Linked DNA regions of Oryzias latipes: region 2 is linked to region 1. Evidence: chromatin contacts called from public Hi-C data. All regions are on one chromosome and are shown on one strand. The core of a region is the stretch at or near the end of the contact, and the rest is flanking DNA. Distances in the headings are between cores, read along the strand shown. Region 1 overlaps adk (adenosine kinase). Region 2 holds the start of dupd1 (dual specificity phosphatase DUPD1).

Region 1 (5,162 bases), core at 2,086-4,585:
ATTTTTTAACGCGCATCAATGAAAAGTCTCTGCAAATGCACGTAAATGCGGGTTACGAGCTTCCACGATCAAAACTCTTCCGTTCACGTGCAGATTTGCACATTTTTAAGATCGTTTTTTGGGCCCGTGTGAATGTAGCATAAAGGCGGTTCATCCAGAAGTAAAGACATCAGAAATTTGTATAAGGACACCAGCAGTCTATACAATTTCCAATGCAGTTTGCGTAGATGCTGTAAAAGGCAAAAAAACAATGTTCATAAGGTAAAGAGATGAATAATGGCTAGAAAAAAAATCTGATATGGCTGAAGCTGGTCATTGACAGACACAATAAAAACATTACACCCCAGTTAATGTTTTAACAATGTACTTTTTTTCCTGTATTCTTTCATAACTAAGCCATCTGTTTCCATTTCTTTGACCTTTTCTTAGTTAGATCTCCTTTGACTGAGAAGTGGACAATTGTGTCACATAAAATGTAAGATATGTGAAATATGAAGGTGGTGTGTAAATACACGACCAAGCGATAAAAAGGAGTCAAAAGAATTTGAAATTGTTGAGAACAAAAACAAGAGTTCACAGAAAGTCTAAAGACACTGGTATGAAGAAAGAAATGCTATCAGCACTACAGAAAACTACAGCTATAGTGACATTTTTGGTCTTTTATTGCATCACGTACACCAGGTTTGTGATTTGTTTTCTCCACTTCATGAATTTGTGCAAAAAATAATAATTAAATCTTGGCCAACAAAGCATGCATAGGTGCATCAGTCAGCGCTACAAACAACCTCGTGACCTGTTTTGCACATGCCTATAGGACAATATTTAGAGCCTCTACATTCTAAAATGAGCGTGCTCAACATATGTTGGACTTTACATGGGGTCACTTAACACTGCAGAGCATTATTTTGAGACCAACACATTAACTCTTAGGTTTCAAGAAAAAACATTTCAGAAAAATATTTAGGAATATGAAACATTTGTAAGTCTTCTGCTGGTCTTTTAGTTATGATTATGCCGTTTTATAGCCAAAATGAATAAGCCCTGTCATTTACTAGGACGTAGTTTCTGCGGAGCAGCAAAAGTTCGTCAGAAATTTGCCTCTGAGTTGTTGCTTACACAGTTAGTGCTGAGTGGGCCTGCCTTCGTTTCCCATCATCTCTTTTTTTTACACTCTCTCCCACCAGCTTTACAGCCCCTCACAACCCCAAGCTCACATTACTGAGGCAACAAAAACGGCGAGCAATATTGTACATGTATGAGCCAGATGCCAGATCGGAAAAGGAAAATCAAGAAGTACATTGATCTAGTCGTCTACAACTGGATGCATCACAATGGAGCTTGTGGCCCACTGACCGTAGCACCCACGTCACTGCTACCAGTTTTGTTTTTTGTTTTTTAATTAGGACAGTGCATATTAAACAATGTTTCAGCAGCTGCTTCAACATAAATATGCCAGGGTTAGCACAGGAACTAACTTTCATCCGTTGTCCTAAGGCAGGATAAAATGTTCAACAATTACATTTACAGCACAATACAATAGCACAATATCAGTGATAAAGATATTTACAATAAATCAGGAGTCTAAAAAAATCCAAGAAAAGCTATAATATCATAAACGTCTGCAGGACCGGTTTGTTTTCAGCCATTGTTTAAGTTTTAAACTGCACTTTTTCTAAGAAATACTCAGAAACGCAGTTTCCATTTAAATTTTCTTTATATATGTCCTCCATCATGACAGAAATGTTACCAGAACATGTTAAAAACACCCAAAACATGAGTGAACAATCTCCCTGTTTAGATATTCCCTAAAATGCAGTTCAGAAGTTAAAACAAAAAGAGATTTCTGCAATGTTTGCTTGACATTTGAGCATCAACACTGCCGTGCCAGCGTTACAACCCAGCATTAAATACACAATGCAAAATAAAAGGACTTCACCTCAGAAAAGGAAATAAAATTGCCAACTTTAAAGGAATTATTTTGTTAATTGGACATCGTTTTTCTGTCATTATTTCACCAAATGTTTTTTACTAAAAAAGATGTGAGTTGTTGGCCCACAACATTAGCTACATTAGCTAAAACTTACACGAATTTAAGAACCAAGTCTTTTTATGTTGAGAAAATGTTGAAATTTTATCAAATACCTGGAACAAGTGAAATAAAATGGGAATTGGAAACAGGGCTTCCATTGGGAAACGGGAGATAAACAATTGCAGCGTTTACACATAAACCACAGAAGCACACTTGACAAATACTGAAAGCAGTTCTTTCCGTTTTTGCATTTTCCCATCATATTGTCATTTTGAACATCAATACCTTTGGCGCTTAGGCGCAACATGATGCAAAGCTGGGCTCCGCAGCAGAGGCTTTTTCCTTGGAGCCAGGAACATGAATAATGTGTATTCTCCACATTCTTCACATAAACAGTCTCCTAGTGGGCCAAGTATATAAACGTGTCCACCCTGCTAGGGTAATTGACCCAACTGCAGTGAAGATGACATGCTATATTAGGAGTTGCTTGGCTTTTTTCCCATAACTCTACATCGCAGGCTGTTCCTTTGAAGCATATTTACAACAGAGGTGCAGGGGGGGACATCACATGACATGCTAAATAGGTCAAGGTGGACCATATCATTCCCTCTGGTGCCGTGTGTAATTTCATCTTATATTTACAGAGTGGAGGTAATTGTTGTGGAAAAAGCTTGATGCTGGCTTATGTTATGTTCAAATGCATTTGGGGATTTAAAATGTATTTTATGGCTTCACTTTTAGGAGGAAAAACATATGAATTTTAATCTTTAACAGGACGTGTACAGTTTTTATAAAATCCCAGTGCCACAGACTGGATAAATCCATATGCAGAGTGCATTATGACAAACCAACATGAGTGGAAACAGGTTCAATACCTGGCATAACCTTGCTTTAACGAGGCATGGTCGAATTTTGAGTTAGTGTGAAAGTACCCACAAATTCTTCAAAGAAAGTCTACATATCGTTTCTCAAGGCAAAGGGTCTGCCCGGGGCACAATGTTCCTAATAAAGAAAAAAATACTTTCCATGCAAGTGGAAAATATGCTAAGCAAAAGAGAAAAAAAATCTTTCCTCAGACACCTGTTATGAGTCCTCGACAAAAAGGAAAAAATTTGAGCTCTGTGGATGTTTATAGCAATGAATGTAGCCGAGGGACTCTACACCCATTTCAAATGGAGGCGCAGTTTCTGAGCATTTGAACTTTTTTTTCCTCACTAGAAGTATTTGCTCCACCTTTCAGTGCAGACAGCATGGGGCCCTGCTCTTGGACGCCTTGAAAAAAAGAAAAAAAAAATCCAATCCGAAAAAGGAGCAGCTGCCCGGAGACCTTTACACCCTCAAAAATCATGTGATCCCTCAGCAGCGACACCGTAAAAGGCCCCCATGGCCATTTATGGATAGAAAATCCCTTTCCATCTACTGCAGTCGGGGCTCACCCTTTGATAGGAGTGAGCATGAGGACAGAAATTGTTTTTTGAAAAAAAAATGTCTAAAGCTACTCACCTCACCCTTTAAAACCTGTTGGTGTTGCTCAAAGGAAAAGCAATTTCAACTGTGGCGCACATTTCACCAACATATAGAGTACATGTGCTTTACAAGAGGCTGCTATTGACACCGACTGGATATCACTCTTGAAATAGTGTTTTAAATACAAACACACCAAACAACAAGTCTGCCCCAATGGTAGGGGCAGCTCACATAACTCAGAGACATTTTGGTGTTTACATTCCTGGGGATTGAACCCCCCACCGTTGTTTCCCATCAAGGGAAATATGAGAGCCTCTAAGTACTTCTCTATCCAAGAGACTCACAAGTCCCCCCTCCTCACAAATGCTTTACAAAAAAAAGGCAAGTAGACTATTTACATGAGGCAATAATTCAAGATTTGCTCTTCTAAATCTCTTACATGGAGGGCAAGGCGAGCCCATTTAACCAATCCCTCTTCATTCGCCTTTGATGTTAGCCTATCTCTATAAGACTGGATGAGTGCTCTAAAATCCCAGTCGAGTGATTTCACAGGAAGAACAAGTCTCTGTTAATCAATGGCTAGATTGGATCTGGATCCTCCAGAGTGGTCTGCCTGAAAGTCCTCCCCAAGTGTTTGAGTGCACACCGGGGTAATTCATTGTTAATGATCACCGTAGCACCCATTCTCCTACGCGCCGTTCGTTCTCATTTAATTGCCTCGTTCACATTTAAACAGCTTACAAATCACAGGGACAGGCATGAAAAACATGATCAAGCTGTCCCGATCCCTAATCAGGAGAGGATCGACGTGTCTTCGCTGTCCTCCTTTGTAGAAGGTGCGTCGGAAAAAAGCTACAGGTATATTTAAACGGATGTTTTCTGCAGAGAAATGCGGCTAAAAGGCTTCGGAAATCACAGTTTCAACATGGCCATCTGGAGTGGAGACAAGTTCCTTCATTGATTAGATTCCCCAATCAGTAAGTGCATCCAATACCAGCCTTTCGTTGGTAGTCCAGAGGCACTAGAAGGACGGATGCACAGGTAATTGTTTCCATAGGTCAGGGGGAGGAAAAACCACTCAGGGATGTGACGAAAGGGAGATGGAAAGGGTGAGGAATATTGTTGTTTTTTTCTCTCCAATTAAATTGTTTGTCAAACCCTTCACAAAGGGTTACACAGTTTATCTGTTTAGGATCAATACGCTACGTCTGGGAGTGAAAGCTTGTCCCGACACAAGACAGGCCCATTAATTATTCTGTTCTGTGTGCTATCGCTGGGCTGCTCAAGGTTGAGCCTTATCTTTTCTTATTTCAAATCAATAATTATCTTCCATGCCTGTGCAACCCACTCAGAAATAGATGTACTTTTCATTCAATACCTGTAGAGTCTGCCTCTCTCGCGCAGCAGATGAAGAATGCAGAATGAATAGGAAATTCTTATCGCTGGAACATTAAGGCGGGGTGAGAATAGATGGCAAAGAACGAGGCACATAAAAGCACTGAGCACAAATGAGTCATGATTCAAAGAGCGACTGAGGCCTTGTTCCCTGTCCTCTGACACCCTCTAATAGACTGCACTGATGGGTAAATGTTGATTTGCACAAACGCATTACAATATCGTCATTATTCAGGTACCCCCGGTTCATTTGTGTAAAAAAGAAAACACA
Region 2 (4,581 bases), core at 1,145-3,644, 150 kb before region 1:
GCCTCCTGGGCAGGGGCCAGCCGTCCCTGCCCAGGAGGACACCCAGATAGATTTGCTGTTCAGCAGAACATCTAATGTTCTCTATCTTTTTTTCTCGTTCCTTGTGCCCCTCAGAGTATAAAGTTTTTGGCCAGCAAAACCGAAGCAGATGTCACTTTCTGATTCTGGGAGCAAAGTTTTACTTTGCCATGCAATCGACTGGCCATCTGTCCAGGGGGTACCCTGTCCTTACTCAGAAATAGCTGGGATAGGCTCCAGCAACCCTGTAACCCTGAAAGGGATTAAGAAAATTGATGTAAATTTTTATTTAAATTTGTATTTTTACCACCAGATTTGAGGATTCCTTTGATGAAAACAGCAGCAAAGCAGTATCACAGCATTAAGTTCACAATTTTCTATTGCATGTAATCACACAGCAGCTGAAAAAAAACAAAAAAAACTCCAGATGATCAAATTTACAGAAGTTCCTCCACAGTAGGAAAGCAAATTTGGTTCAAGGTTTTGAGGAACAAAATGTGTAACATCTCTCATGCCTGTCCCTAATCAACTCATTCCATTCGAATGCCATGTTTGATCCAGTTTTAAATTTATTCTACACAATGAAATATTTAGAAAATCAGAATTTCAACCACTTTAATTACAACTTTAGTATTTTTTCTCACATTTAGTTTTATTAGAAAAAGTTCTATTAAAAAAAGTTCTATTAAAAAGTTTTATTAGAAAAAGTTCTTTTTTGCTCAATAAATACGGACATTGCTTAAAACTCTGTGCTATATTCAATAACACTGTTAAGAAAATAAACCCCTCCCCTTTGACAACAGCATTTTGATTTTCAACGTCCTCAAACAAATGTGTTTGTTATTAAGGTTTAAAAAAGAAAATTGTTTTGGTGGCAGCAAATAACAGCAGCCCAAAAAAAAAAATAACAACAATAACAAAAATACAAGAAATGTAAAAGCAAAAACAAACAAACAAAAAACAGAGGCCAAATTTGGCCCCGTGGGTTCTGCATTTTCATTTTTTATGCCCACATTCATGAATAAAATGTGTTATTTGTTCTATTCCTTTATTGCAAAGTTATTTAATGTGCTTGTAAAAAATAAATTTAAATTCTACTATTATTTTGAAAATCCACAAAACTAAAATGTTGTTTTTCAAGCACTGAATGGGCTCCCTGTGATCCTTTCTTCCTTTCTGGAGTACAAATGTATTGTTTTTACCAGATATTTTTACTGCTCAATGAAACATCTGGAAAGCATCTGTGAATCTTCAAATATTGCTGCAGGAGATAAAAGACAAAATGTATGAAAATAGCAAGAACATGCAGTTTTGATTGGAAAATAGTCAACCAAACAATACAATTTTTACCCAAATGTTGGTTTCTATAGAGGTCTTTCAAGTCTGACAAATATTGAAATATCACTACTTGCTGCTCAGACCCCTGATGCACCTCAACAAGACAAACAACACAAAGACATGTCTATAAATAAGCAATGCTCCACTTATTTATTCAGATTCCTCAAAACGCTGCGTCTTAACTGCTGCAATCTGGTGACGCACAGTTAAAACTGCGATGTGTCTAAAAAAGCTCGATACAAAATGACAAAAATATGCCAACATGGTCGTGAGCGTGTTTACAGATTCAGGTCAGACTTTGAAAGGAGATGAAACACTGAAGCCATCTTAATAAGAAATGCTCTCCAGAGTTCGCTGGGAGAAAGATGCCGTCAAAATAAAGGGAATTGGATATCACAGGTTTAATGATTTCACTGTCAGAATGAATGATGGCAGAGGATGAAGATAAGACGGAAAAATAAAGGAGTCTGATGGTGTGAAAACTCAGCCTGACATGTTAGCGGTTTCTGCAATACAGCCATCATCCTGCTCTCACGTTTTGGAGCTCGCATTTAGATCTCTGAATGGACCGTGTTTGCCATATAATGGGGAATCAAAGACATGTGCCATCCTGTAAAAAAAGAAAAAAAAAAACTCATCTGCCTGACAGTCTGACACATTTCACTTCTGCTCGGGCCCCTGAGGGCTTAAGAAGAAGCATCCCTAACAGGAGTTGTGAAGCTGCGCTTACATGCTTTCTCCCAGCCTCTGAAGATATGCAGAAAGGCTAAGAGAGGCTGACACAATTTCAAGAAGTCGCAGCTGAGCAAAAGCTCACTGCTCACCCCAGTGAATATGGGCATCCGTTGGCAAGCGCAAAGTTTGGATAACCACAGCTTGCAGCCGGCAGCAGAGATTAAAGCTGTGTGTTTAGATGTGGATGGCAGGGACTGGCCGGGTTGAAGTTTTCCCTACAGGCACAGAACGTGGCAGCTAAGGTCAGGGGCCTGCCACATCACAGCACTAAAAATATCCTCTGCATTTGAAGCTTGTCACAGAGGCGGTTATACAATCTGTGTCCTGACTCAAGGCTGCCAGTACTAGGAAACTTACCATGTTCTGCTTCACAACAAGCTGCCAGAATGCAGAAAAATCAAACTCTTGAGTAAAAAAAAAGAAATAGCCACGCTGAAATGGTGAGTTTTAACAAAGCGTGTGACGAACAGATGTCTTAGTTTGTGACTGTCGAAGGGCATTTCCGTTTCCTCTTCAAACTGAAGCTAAAGAGAGTCAAAGAATGGCTTCCCAAGAGAGGGAGAAAAACGATACGAAAGCAGGAGAGGAATCCATTCCAACTGATGACTATATCACACCTGGGGGCTACGAGCTGGAGAAAATCCTGAACCGTGGGAGTGTGGCTTACACTCATGTCAATGAAGTCTGGCCTAGTGTCTATATTGGGGATGAGTAAGTGCAACAAATGACTGTTCGGCAAAAAATAGCAAGGAATTTGGATGTTTTTACCAAAATGTTGCTTCCTACAGGGAGACAGCAAAAGACAAGGTCAAGCTGAGGAGTTTGGGGGTCACGCACGTCCTGAATGCAGCAGAGGGGACGTGGAACAGCGTGGACACCGGGCCTGCTTACTACACTGACATGAACATTGTTTACTATGGAGTGGTAGCAGAGGACGTGCAGACGTTCGATCTCAGCCAGTATTTCTTCTCAGCGGCTCAGTTTATCCACGAGACACTGAGCGACGCTCAGAGTAAGACATCTGCAGTGAAGTTCCAAACTTCCGATCTCAATGTCTGGAAAACTAAAATCTGATTTCTACTCTCAGATAAACTGCTGGTGCACTGTGTGATGGGAAGGAGTCGCTCCGCCACGCTTTTTCTTGCCTATCTCATGATCTACGAGAACATGACGGTGGTGGACGCCATCGAGCACGTAAAGAAACGCAGACGGATCATCCCCAACTGGGGCTTTCTGAAGCAGCTGAGAGAGTTGGACCAGCAGCTCCAGCAGGAAAGAAGCAGCTCTTGATAGCAGAACATTTTCAGACATTAAGAATCTGAATTTACACTCAGCTAAGAGCTGTGAGACATTTGAGAGATCCATTCTGAAAGTTAATCAAAATAAGGACTAACTTTGAAGACCTATTGATGCAGATCTTGTGGGTATGTAAAATCAGGTATAAACTGGGGACATTTGTTAGTTACACTTTAAGTTGATAAAGAATATGGTTGTAATGATTCATTTTAACAATTTGATTCATATATTTTTGCTGCGCAATACAAGTCATTGGTTCATTTTGAACGATCTGATTCACTGACCTAGAATTGATCCAGGACATCTGTAGCCAAAAATTCAACCATTGTGATTCAGAGATAAATACCTGGGTGTTGAACAGCACAGCTGAAGTTTTCCAGATTCTTTGCATTTCTTGCAAGATAATCAAGCGTAAATTAAATATGTGTACAGACAAGTAAACAAAAATGAATGACTAATTCATTTATACTACAGTTTACTAAAGTTCAGTCCACTGTTGTTTTTCCTCATCAAAATAATCGTCGTTATATATATATATATATATATATATATATATATATATATATATATATATATATATATATATTAATATTAATATATAGCCGTTTTTGTCTTATAAATAAACCTACCATGTCTCAATCCAAATGGTATTTTCCAATATCGATATAATCGATATGATAATAGTAAAGGTCGCTTTGATTTATAACTTGACTCAGACGGATTGATCTACTTGGACTGTAGAATCAATTCATCGATTACCGTACTTACCCCCCCCAATAAAGACCTTTTCATTGAAATTAAGATGCATAGATTAGAAACTACATTTTAGTCACATTAATCCAAATGCAGAGTGACAGATATTCATTTATATGAACTGGAAGCTGCTGCTACTCAGCTATTTTAACTTTGCTGAGATTTTGATGTATTTAAAGGTAGGAATCATTGACCGCCCAAATGAAAAATCACCAAGAACCCAAATCAGATGTTTTGAAGATTAAATATTAAATGTAGACAACATTGACCGGAGTGAGTGTCACATCATCCATAGAAAAGAGTTTCCCTCTGGCCCCAAGTGAGTAAAGTCAATTCAGTTGCCTTTCTTTTTTTTTAAGATAAGGATGCTGCCATGTTGGAGCCAGACGCCGTCAGTAAGTAGCGATTGGTTTCTACGGCAACCACACACTCACCAATCAG

The links. A called contact is a pair of places that touch in the nucleus more often than the background predicts.
Region 2: a Hi-C map of embryo shows a contact between it and region 1, with 2.4 times the contacts expected there. The contact joins the promoter of dupd1 here to the enhancer-like site in region 1. A contact is called at or near these places in 3 of 5 Hi-C or Micro-C datasets (embryo and fibroblasts).

What each region holds. Positions count from the first base shown.
Region 1 is chr19:10,083,099-10,088,260 of ASM223467v1, reverse strand. All of the region lies in intron 3 of adk (adenosine kinase), which reads right to left. Among protein-coding and RNA genes, the nearest start is that of adk, 13 kb to the right of the region's middle. Within about 2 kb of position 3,335, at least 4 of the 8 cell types and tissues checked have an H3K27ac peak or open chromatin away from gene starts, as enhancers often do. A contact at or near this core is called in embryo, where this site is marked.
Region 2 is chr19:10,235,286-10,239,866 of ASM223467v1, reverse strand. It overlaps dupd1 (dual specificity phosphatase DUPD1), which reads left to right and starts at 2,394. Exons shown (of 4, transcript XM_023949190.1): 1 at 2,394-2,531; 2 at 2,616-2,802; 3 at 2,880-3,103; 4 at 3,179-3,654. The coding sequence starts at 2,633. The coding sequence ends at 3,381.